Regions from separate parts of the Mus musculus genome. Here all the other regions are linked to region 2. Evidence: chromatin contacts called from public HiChIP or PLAC-seq and Micro-C data. All regions are on one chromosome and are shown on one strand. Each heading gives the region's core, a stretch centred on a gene start, on an enhancer-like site or on the middle of the called end of the contact. The rest is flanking DNA. Distances are from core to core; before and after follow the strand shown.

Region 1 (2,700 bases), core at 5-2,504, 52 kb after region 2:
TAGCACTCCATTGTGTAAAGTACCATATTTTGTCTATCCATTCTTCTGTTGAGGGCCATCTAGGTTGTTTCCGGTTTCTGGTTATTATGATTAAAGTCACAATGAACATGGCTGAGCATGTGTGCAGCCTTGTAATAGGATGAAGCAGTCTTCTTCCCAAGAGTAGTATAGTTGGGTCTTAGGTAGATCAATTCCCAGTTCTCTTAGGAACCACCACATTAATTTCCACAGTGACTGTCCTTCTACCAGCAGTGAAGGAGTGTTCCTCTTGTTCCATACTCTGGCCAGTGTGAGCTTCACTTGTGTTATTGATATTAGCCATCTGACCCGTGTAAGATGGAATCTGTGTTGGAGTTCAGGAATCAAATCAAACAAACACTGATCTCAGTTAAGCAAGAATCATTTATTGAATGTACACCCTGATACTGACTCTTCAGGACTGCAAAAAGGACCGGGAAGCCTAGTTGTGGTACTCGCCATCTCTCAGGGTAGGCTTTTTATAGGAAAAATCAGGTTCAAAACTTTAAAGGGCAAGGAGGGGAGCAGCTGGTTTACTAGGCAAAGTCTTATCAGCAAACCTTTAAGTTGGTCCTGAGTAAGGTAAGGGGTGGGGTGGATGAATGGTGAGCAAGGGAATTTCAGAACATCGAGATAACAGAGCATGAGTATTATAATCATAACTTTTGGGCTTATTAGTAGCATTCTTCAGTGTCAGCCACAAAAGCCACAGTGAGCTCCTAGGAAGGTGCAGGAAGGGCTTTCCAGTGGTCAGCGCTGATTCAAGATCTTTTAGACATAATAGTTCATATTGACCTTTGATTTGATGGGTACTATGTAAAGCTTTGTGGAATTTCTTAAGATTATCAAACCTCATCAGAGCATTCAGAATGGGCTGGAGAGAGGGCTCAGTGGTTAAGAGCACTGACTGCTCTTTTTAAAGTCCTGAGTTCAAATCCAAGCAACCACATGGTGGTTCACAACCATCTGTAAAGAGATCTGATGCTCTCTTCTGGTGTGTCTGAAGACAGCTACAGTGTACTTACATATAATAAATAAATAAACCTTTGGACTGGAGAGAGAGAGAGAGAGAGAGAGAGAGAGAGAGAGAGAGAGAGAGAGAGAGAGAGGAGAGGAGAGGAGAGAGAGAGAGAGAGAGAGAGAGAGAGAGAAACATTCAGCAGAGCACACAGAACAAAACAGGAAATATGGTCATCATGCCCTTGAGCTAAGTCACTTCTCGGTGTCAGTGACTACCAGGCATATTACAGAAACAATATGAAACAGCTGGCAGGCATGGAACAGAATGGCTACAGCTGTTCTGGGAGGTGGCGGGTCAGACCACTACAATCTCAAAGTAGTTTTGATTGGCATTTCCCTAAGAATGTTGAACATTTCTTTTAAGTATTTTGGCCTTTTCAGATTCAACTATTGAGAATTCTGTTTATATCTGTAACCCACTTTAAAATTAGATTATTTGTTTTTGTTTTTGTTTTGTTTTGATAGCCAGTTTCTTGAGTTCATTATATATTTTGGATATTAGTCCTATATTGGAAGTGGAGTTTGTAAAAATGTTTTCCCAATCTGTAGGCTGCTGTGTTGTCCTTCTGACAGTGTCCTTTGCCTTGTAGAAGCTTTTCAGTTTCATGGTGTCACATTTATTAATTGTTGATTTTAGTGCCTGTGCTGTGTTCTGTTCAGAAAGTTGTCTCTTGTGCCAACATGTTCAAGGCCATTCCCCACTTTCTTTTCTAGCAGATTCAGTGTATCTGGTTTTATGTTGAGGTCTTTGATCAAATAGGACTTGAGTTTTGTGTGGGGTGATCAATATGGATAGGTGTGAATTCTTCTACATTCAGTTAGATCAACCCCCTTTAAAATGCTGTCTTTTTTTTTTTTTTTTACAGTGTGTATTTCTGGCTCCTTTATCAAAAATCAGGTGTCTAAAGGTGTGTGGATTTATGTCTGTGTCTTCTATTTGATTCCATTGATTATCGTGTCCGTTTTTATGCCAATACCATTCGTCTCTATAGGAAAAGTAAATTCAGCTTAAAGCTATCAGTAAGGAAATAAAAACAAAAAAAGTAGGTTGTTGAAGACAGAAAAAGCAGTGAAAGCAAAAATTCTTTTATTAAAAAAATATCTTTTATATGGCATAGACATGGAATCTCCCTGTCCATCAAAGAAAGACACATGGAAAGCTATGGCTGAAAGGGGTGAAGGTCCTGATCCGAGAATCCCAACCTCAGTAGGGATTGGAAAACAGCAAACTGCAGTGAGTATGGAGAGCTGCAACCCAGTATGTAGTGTAGGGGTGTCTAGGCTGGAAGACAGAAATAAAATATTTAACAAACATTTTGTAGGACACAGAAAGAACGTCCGTGTTTACATAACAATGGGGAGAGCTATGGCTATGAAAACTGTATGGAGTCCATTCCCCAAGGTTATATCAGTGCAAGCCAGTATGAGAGCTGGGTCGATGCTCTGCCTCCAAGTCAGCTAGGTTTCGATTTACTTCATCTAATAGAGTGATTCCTTCAGTCATACTTTAAAAATATTTTATCACTTAAAAAATTTGAAAGACACTATGATTGGCAATGAAGTCTTCCTGATGAGCTCTGAGCCAGGAAGCAGCAGGGCCAGGCCTGGGATTTAGATTCCTCTGGTCCTCTACACTAGGGCACAGACAGTCTATATGGTGAT
Region 2 (2,700 bases), core at 108-2,607:
AAACTAAGAAGTATCGTTGTGTTTGTGATAAAGACTTGCAATACGACAAGAGCTCAGTATGTGCCTTAGACCTGTCCTTAAAGGTTGGGACAGGGATGGACTGAGTGGGTGGGCAGTGTTCCGACACAGCTGGCCAGAGAGAGAGCGAGCAGCGCAGTTGCTGCAACTCACCTCCTAGCTCAGATCCCTGAAGGGAACGTCTAGTCTATTTCCTCAAAGTAAATTCTTAAGGCAGTCACTACTTAACTTTTACCCTAGTCGATGTAGGATAGCACAGGGAAAAAAGGGGGGAGCCCAGTGCTGTAAGGAAGAAGTTAAATGGCTCTCATATCCCTTCGCTAATATTTTAAACATTAGAAAATGCTAGTATTTAAAGGAGTAAATAAGAACACTACACTCAATCAACTGCATTGACCACTGTATAGAAATTAGCGCTTTATTAAAATGGGGGTTGGCTGTTAACTAGTATCATCTGAGGTTTAAGGCTTTGCTAACAAAGACCAACCAATGCTTTGGCAGGCTTCTCAAGCCAGAAGATACTTTTTAATGAATTCTCAAAGATGGAAAGAAATAAGGATAACAAAGCTTTCAAAATGTGCTCAGTGTCTCCAATATCCATGGAAGTTAAATGTTAATGTGAGGACCTAGCACTTTTACGAACGCAACCAGTAAGGTGGCTTGGCGGTAAAAGTACTTCTGCCAAGCCTGAAGACCTGAGTTCAATCCTAGGGACCGGGCCAACATGGTGGAAGGAGAAAACCGATGCCCAAGAAAGTTGTCCTCTGACTCCTAAATGTGTGCCATATAGCACGCGAGCACACACAGATACACAAATAATAAATGCAACGAATTGTTTAAATAACACAACCGAAAAAAAAAAACCCACAGTTTTATATTCCATCAAAATCTGAAGAGCTAAAAGGCATAAAAGGTCGACGAGGAAGTGCAGAAAAACCACGCAAATCACTAACCACCTTCTGTCCACATATACACAATCTGCCCGCGCTGCCCCGAGAGTCACCTCGGTTCCACCCAGGTAAAGCTAGAGCGCTGAGTCCCGCGGGACAGGAAGCGAGAGACAGACACCGGGCCACGCCGGCCCGAGCCCCCCAGAGGTGCAGGAAGAGCTAGGGTGCAGTCAGATCCCGAGACCCTCCCGCCGCGCCTAGTCACCTTCTGCGCGCTGGAGCCTCGCACTCGCGCCGTCTGGTCATAGACGTGGCAGCGGATCACCGTGCTGCCCACGTCCAGCCCCAGCACGAAGCGGGAGGGCGGCGAGGCCGACGCGCTCAGTTCCTCTCGCTGCCGCTCTGCACGCTCCTGCTGCCCTGACATCGCGACCCCGAACACTGCAGTCGCCACGGGCCGGCCAGCGCGGAGCTATAAACGCCAGACCCCGGGCGGAGAGCTCGCGGCCCCGCCCCTCCTACACCGCGCCCTGTCCCGCCCCTCGACGAGTTAGGCTCCGCCCCTTCACAAGACCCCGCCCCGCCTCGTTCAGCCCCTTCGGGAAGCCTTGCTACCCCACGCTCCGCCCCTAGCACCGTGACGTCAGGGCAGCGCGCCGAGCAGCTCGTGGGAATTTGGCAAAGATGGCGTTTACCGCAGCGCTGTACTGGATGTCACCGTTCAGCGACCGTTACTTTGAAACTTTTTAGTTCCCTTCTAGCCCAGATTACTTTTTTACGAATATCTGTTAGGAAAAATCAAGTGAGATGAAAAAATTTTAAACTTTTTTTCATGTTCACTTAGTTTTTTGCCTGTATTTATGTGTGTGAGCCACATGTGCCTGATGCATGTAGAAGTCAGAAGAGGACCTCCGACGATTGCAAGCTTCCATGTAGGCAATGATAACCAAACCCCGGTCTTCAGCAAGAGCAACTAGTGCTCTTAACCAGTGAGCCATCTTTCCAGTCCGTGGGAAGACATTCAAAAGTATAGGAGGTTCCTCATGAAGTCTTCCCAGAAAAGCTTGCATGTATTACACAACGATGAATAGATGTCCAAGTTTTGTATGGCACTAAAGGGCCTTTGCCGCGACACAAAGTTTAAATTTCGTGAGAATGTTTTGTGGGTAGCTTATCAGCTTAAAGGAATATTTTCTTGTTTATATTACTCTGTTAGCCTACTTGCTTCCCAGAGATTTGCCAAGTTGGATTTGGGTTGTCACTTGAAGCTTGACTGTGAACACCATATTTATTTTTGTTTGTTTGTGGCTTCTCTTAATAGTCTGTCTCTACACAGCAATGCCTATTTGCACCATCTGGCACAGGTCTGCCCTATATCGTTGGTGACCAATTGGTCATGCATGAATGTGTGTGTGTGTGAGAGAGAGAGAAAGAGAGAGAGAGAGAGACTTTCCAGCGTTGTATGCATGACTAATAGTCCTATGCTGTCCGATTCTCTTGAGAAACTGAAACTGTACAAATACCAGAGGGAAGGCAGAGCCAGAACCTGAGAGCCACAACTGAAGTTTGACCTTGTTCCTCAAGGCAATCTCTTACTAGGACCAAAGGCTCCCTAGGATTCTATATGCTCTTGTCGTGAATAGGCACCAAACTCTGGTCCTCATGTTTGACTGGCAAGCACATTACCTACGGAGCTATCTCTCCCAGTTCCTGAGGGAAAGAAACTTTAAAGAATTGGTTGTAGGTCCAGGCAAGCTTAGAAACTTGTAGGGCCTGCTGGCAGCCTGGAAAA
Region 3 (2,700 bases), core at 151-2,650, 48 kb before region 2:
ATCAAGATAAGACATGCAAGATCAAAGCTAGGCATCTAGCTAAGTACATTAATCCCAGCTTTCAGTTTAGTGCTTTTAATGGGATTCCTGAGTGCCCCAACAAGTGGGTTTCTGATTCTTATGCCTTCTTTTAGATTATTCCTTCTGTTTGTCTTGTCCAATTTTTTTTAAAGATTTATTTATTTATTATATGTAAGTACACTGTAGCTGTCTTCAGACACTCCAGAAGAGGGAGTCAGATCTTGTTACGGATGGTTGTGAGCCACCATGTGGTTGCTGGGATTTGAACTCAGGACCTTCGGAAGAGCAGTCGGGTGCTCTTACCCGCTGAGCCACCTCACCAGCCACGTCTTGTCCAATTTTAATATGGAACTTTTGTTTTTATACTTTATTATCTCTTAGAAAACCATTTTCTTTTTTCTTTTCTTTCCTTTTTTTTTCTTTCTTTTTTTTTTTTAAATGTTTTTTTTTTAAAAGACAAGATTTCTCTGTTGTATTCCTACCTGTCCTGGAACTCAATCTGTAGAGGATACTGGCTGGCCTCTGCTTCCCAAAGGCTGGGATTAAAGGTGTGAGCCACCACTGCCCTGCTGAGTGTTTTCTAAGGAGAGAAAGGGGATAGATAGGACAGGAGGAGAGGAGATGGAAAGCGGAAAGGGAGAGGTTTTGGTTCTCAAACCCCGACAAATGGCTGAGGACTCTGGCTGCCAGCCTCCCTCAGTCCATCCCTGTGATAGAGGCCTGGCACCTCAGCACCTGCCGCTCCTACTCTCAACTCTCCAGCCCCTGGTGTCATTGCCCTTCCTCCAGCCATCTTGGCTGCACAGTCTCTACCCCCCCCCCAGGTCTGTGACTCATCTTGCTCTGCCCCCTCTTCTCTTATCTCCTCCTCCCCCTACCTCTCTCATCTCAAGGCCAGGTTCAATCTGGACCCTTTTAGATGCCTCTGGCTGCACTCTTCCATTTATCTACAATAAACCTTCTTAACCCATACCTAGGAGCGCTCATGTCCTCAGTGTTTTCATTCAAGGGGAAACTGTATTCAGGATAGATTACAAGAGAAAAAATATTTTCAAAATTTCAAAGGGAAAAACAGTAGGGAAAACAATGTCAGGTCAAGGGCACATGGAAAAGGCTTCCTTCCTCCCTCCCTCCCTCTCTCCTCTGCCATGCAGACAGAAGGAACGTGTTCAGCAGAGACTAATGCACACTGCATAGCCAGGACACCAGGGCGCAGCCCCTGCCAAACTATCAGGGGGACCCCTGAAAAGCGGCATTCAAGATCATTACCTTGTAATGATCTTTTTCAAAGACTGCCCAAACAAAGAAGATGTGAGCACAGATAAACCAATCACTGAACGACTCTCTAGGCAGAACACTTCCAAGACTGGCCACCAGGTGGCACTACTGAGTGACAGAGCCAAACAGCAGAGCAAAAGCTTGGAAAACAGAAAGGACAATGGAAACAACCCAAGGGCAGTGGGGCGTTTGCCTTCTCAGCCCATCCTAATGGACTGCCTACAAGAACAACTTAAGGGGCAGCTGGGATGGCTCAGTGGTTGAAAGCACTTTTTGCTCTTGTAGGTGACCTGGGTTCAGTTCCCAGATAACATGGCGCTTCCCACTCATTCCGGTTCTAACACCCTCTTCTGACCTCTGTGGGCACAGGCAAAGCATTCGTAAGCAGAAAATAAATAAGACATTAATATAAGAAAGAAAAACTTACAATATCAAAATTCCCCAGAGGATTTAAACAGGAGTCTCATAAATAGCCTAATGTCAGAAACACCTTAAAATTGGTTAATTTTCTTAATCCTTTGCAAGAGAATAGGTATTTATAAAGCCCAAGATACCTCAGACATTAAGATCAGAGAAAAACTTGAAAACAACAAACAGCCACGGTCTGCTTCTCAGACTTAAAACCAAAGGCAGGAGCCTAGCAAAGGAACAGAGGAGGGACAGAGCTGCACTAAGAGCAGTGGCTGCGGCAGGGGGTGGTGACAGGCGCCTTTAATCCCCCAGCACAGGGATATATGCAGATCTTTTTGAATCAGAAGTCAGCCTGACCTACAAAGTGAGTTTCAGGACAGCCACCACTAGACAGAGAAACCCTGTCTTGAAAAATCAACAAACAAACAAAACAAACAAATAAACAAACACCCCACTGGCTGCTTTTCTGGTGGATGCGGGTTCAATTCCCAGCTCCCACATGACAGCTCACAACTGGCTATAATTCCAGCTCAAGGGGATCTGATGCCTTTTTCTGGCTACTGAGGGGCCCAAGTATATGTTGCAAGCATACACATAAAATAAAAATAAATATTTAACAAAAATCCTTTGGGGCTGCAGAGATGGCTCAGTGCTTAAGAGTACTGACTGTTCTTCCAGAGGTCCTGAGTTTAATTCCCAGCAACCACATGGTGGCTCAAAACCATCTGTGATGGGAGGTCTGATGCCCTCTTCTGGTGTGTCTAAAGAGAGCAATGTTTACTCATATACATAAATAAATAAATCTTAAAAAAATCCTTTCTCAATTAAAAAAAAAAGAAAATAGAATATATGAAGACAGCTGACTGAGGACTTTAGAAACAAAAAGTATAATAAAAATATGAACTCATTTGGATTGACTCAAAAGAAATGGAAACAACAGGAGAAACTGGAAAAACTGGAGACAGCATGACAGAAGTTACCCTGAGCACG

What was found. Hi-C and Micro-C count contacts between places; a contact is called where the count stands out from the background. HiChIP or PLAC-seq counts read pairs in DNA pulled down with a chosen protein or histone mark.
Region 1: a Micro-C map of muscle stem cells shows a contact between it and region 2, with 3 times the contacts expected there. The contact joins the enhancer-like site here to the promoter of Gk5 in region 2. A contact is called at or near these places in 2 of 39 promoter capture datasets (the HPC-7 cell line and macrophages), 1 of 15 datasets of contacts at CTCF or cohesin (the NIH/3T3 cell line), 12 of 484 Hi-C or Micro-C datasets (the HPC-7 cell line, adipose-derived mesenchymal stem cells, cortical neurons and 7 more), 4 of 115 datasets of contacts at active chromatin or transcription factors (embryonic stem cells, intestinal villus epithelium and kidney) and 1 of 9 other capture datasets (adipose tissue).
Region 3: an H3K27ac HiChIP or PLAC-seq map of embryonic stem cells shows a contact between it and region 2, with 13 read pairs. The contact joins the enhancer-like site here to the promoter of Gk5 in region 2. A contact is called at or near these places in 1 of 39 promoter capture datasets (the HPC-7 cell line), 3 of 15 datasets of contacts at CTCF or cohesin (the NIH/3T3 cell line, embryonic stem cells and pro-B cells), 10 of 484 Hi-C or Micro-C datasets (the HPC-7 cell line, Sertoli cells, double positive thymocytes and 6 more), 5 of 115 datasets of contacts at active chromatin or transcription factors (the SCID.adh cell line, embryonic fibroblasts, embryonic stem cells and 1 more) and 3 of 9 other capture datasets (adipose tissue, liver and pancreatic islet).

The regions. Positions count from the first base shown.
Region 1 is chr9:96,066,300-96,068,999 of GRCm38.p6, reverse strand. No RefSeq gene overlaps it. Among named protein-coding and RNA genes, the nearest start is that of Gk5, 52 kb to the left of the region's middle. Within about 2 kb of position 1,254, at least 2 of the 459 cell types and tissues checked have an H3K27ac peak or open chromatin away from gene starts, as enhancers often do. A contact at or near this core is called in muscle stem cells, where this site is marked.
Region 2 is chr9:96,118,086-96,120,785 of GRCm38.p6, reverse strand. It overlaps Gk5 (glycerol kinase 5 (putative)), which reads right to left and starts at 1,357. Exons shown (of 16, transcript NM_001368879.1): 1 at 1,174-1,357. The coding sequence starts at 1,335.
Region 3 is chr9:96,166,036-96,168,735 of GRCm38.p6, reverse strand. All of the region lies in intron 11 of Gk5 (glycerol kinase 5 (putative)), which reads right to left. Among named protein-coding and RNA genes, the nearest start is that of Tfdp2, 29 kb to the left of the region's middle. Within about 2 kb of position 1,400, at least 23 of the 459 cell types and tissues checked have an H3K27ac peak or open chromatin away from gene starts, as enhancers often do. A contact at or near this core is called in Sertoli cells, embryonic stem cells and trophoblast stem cells, where this site is marked.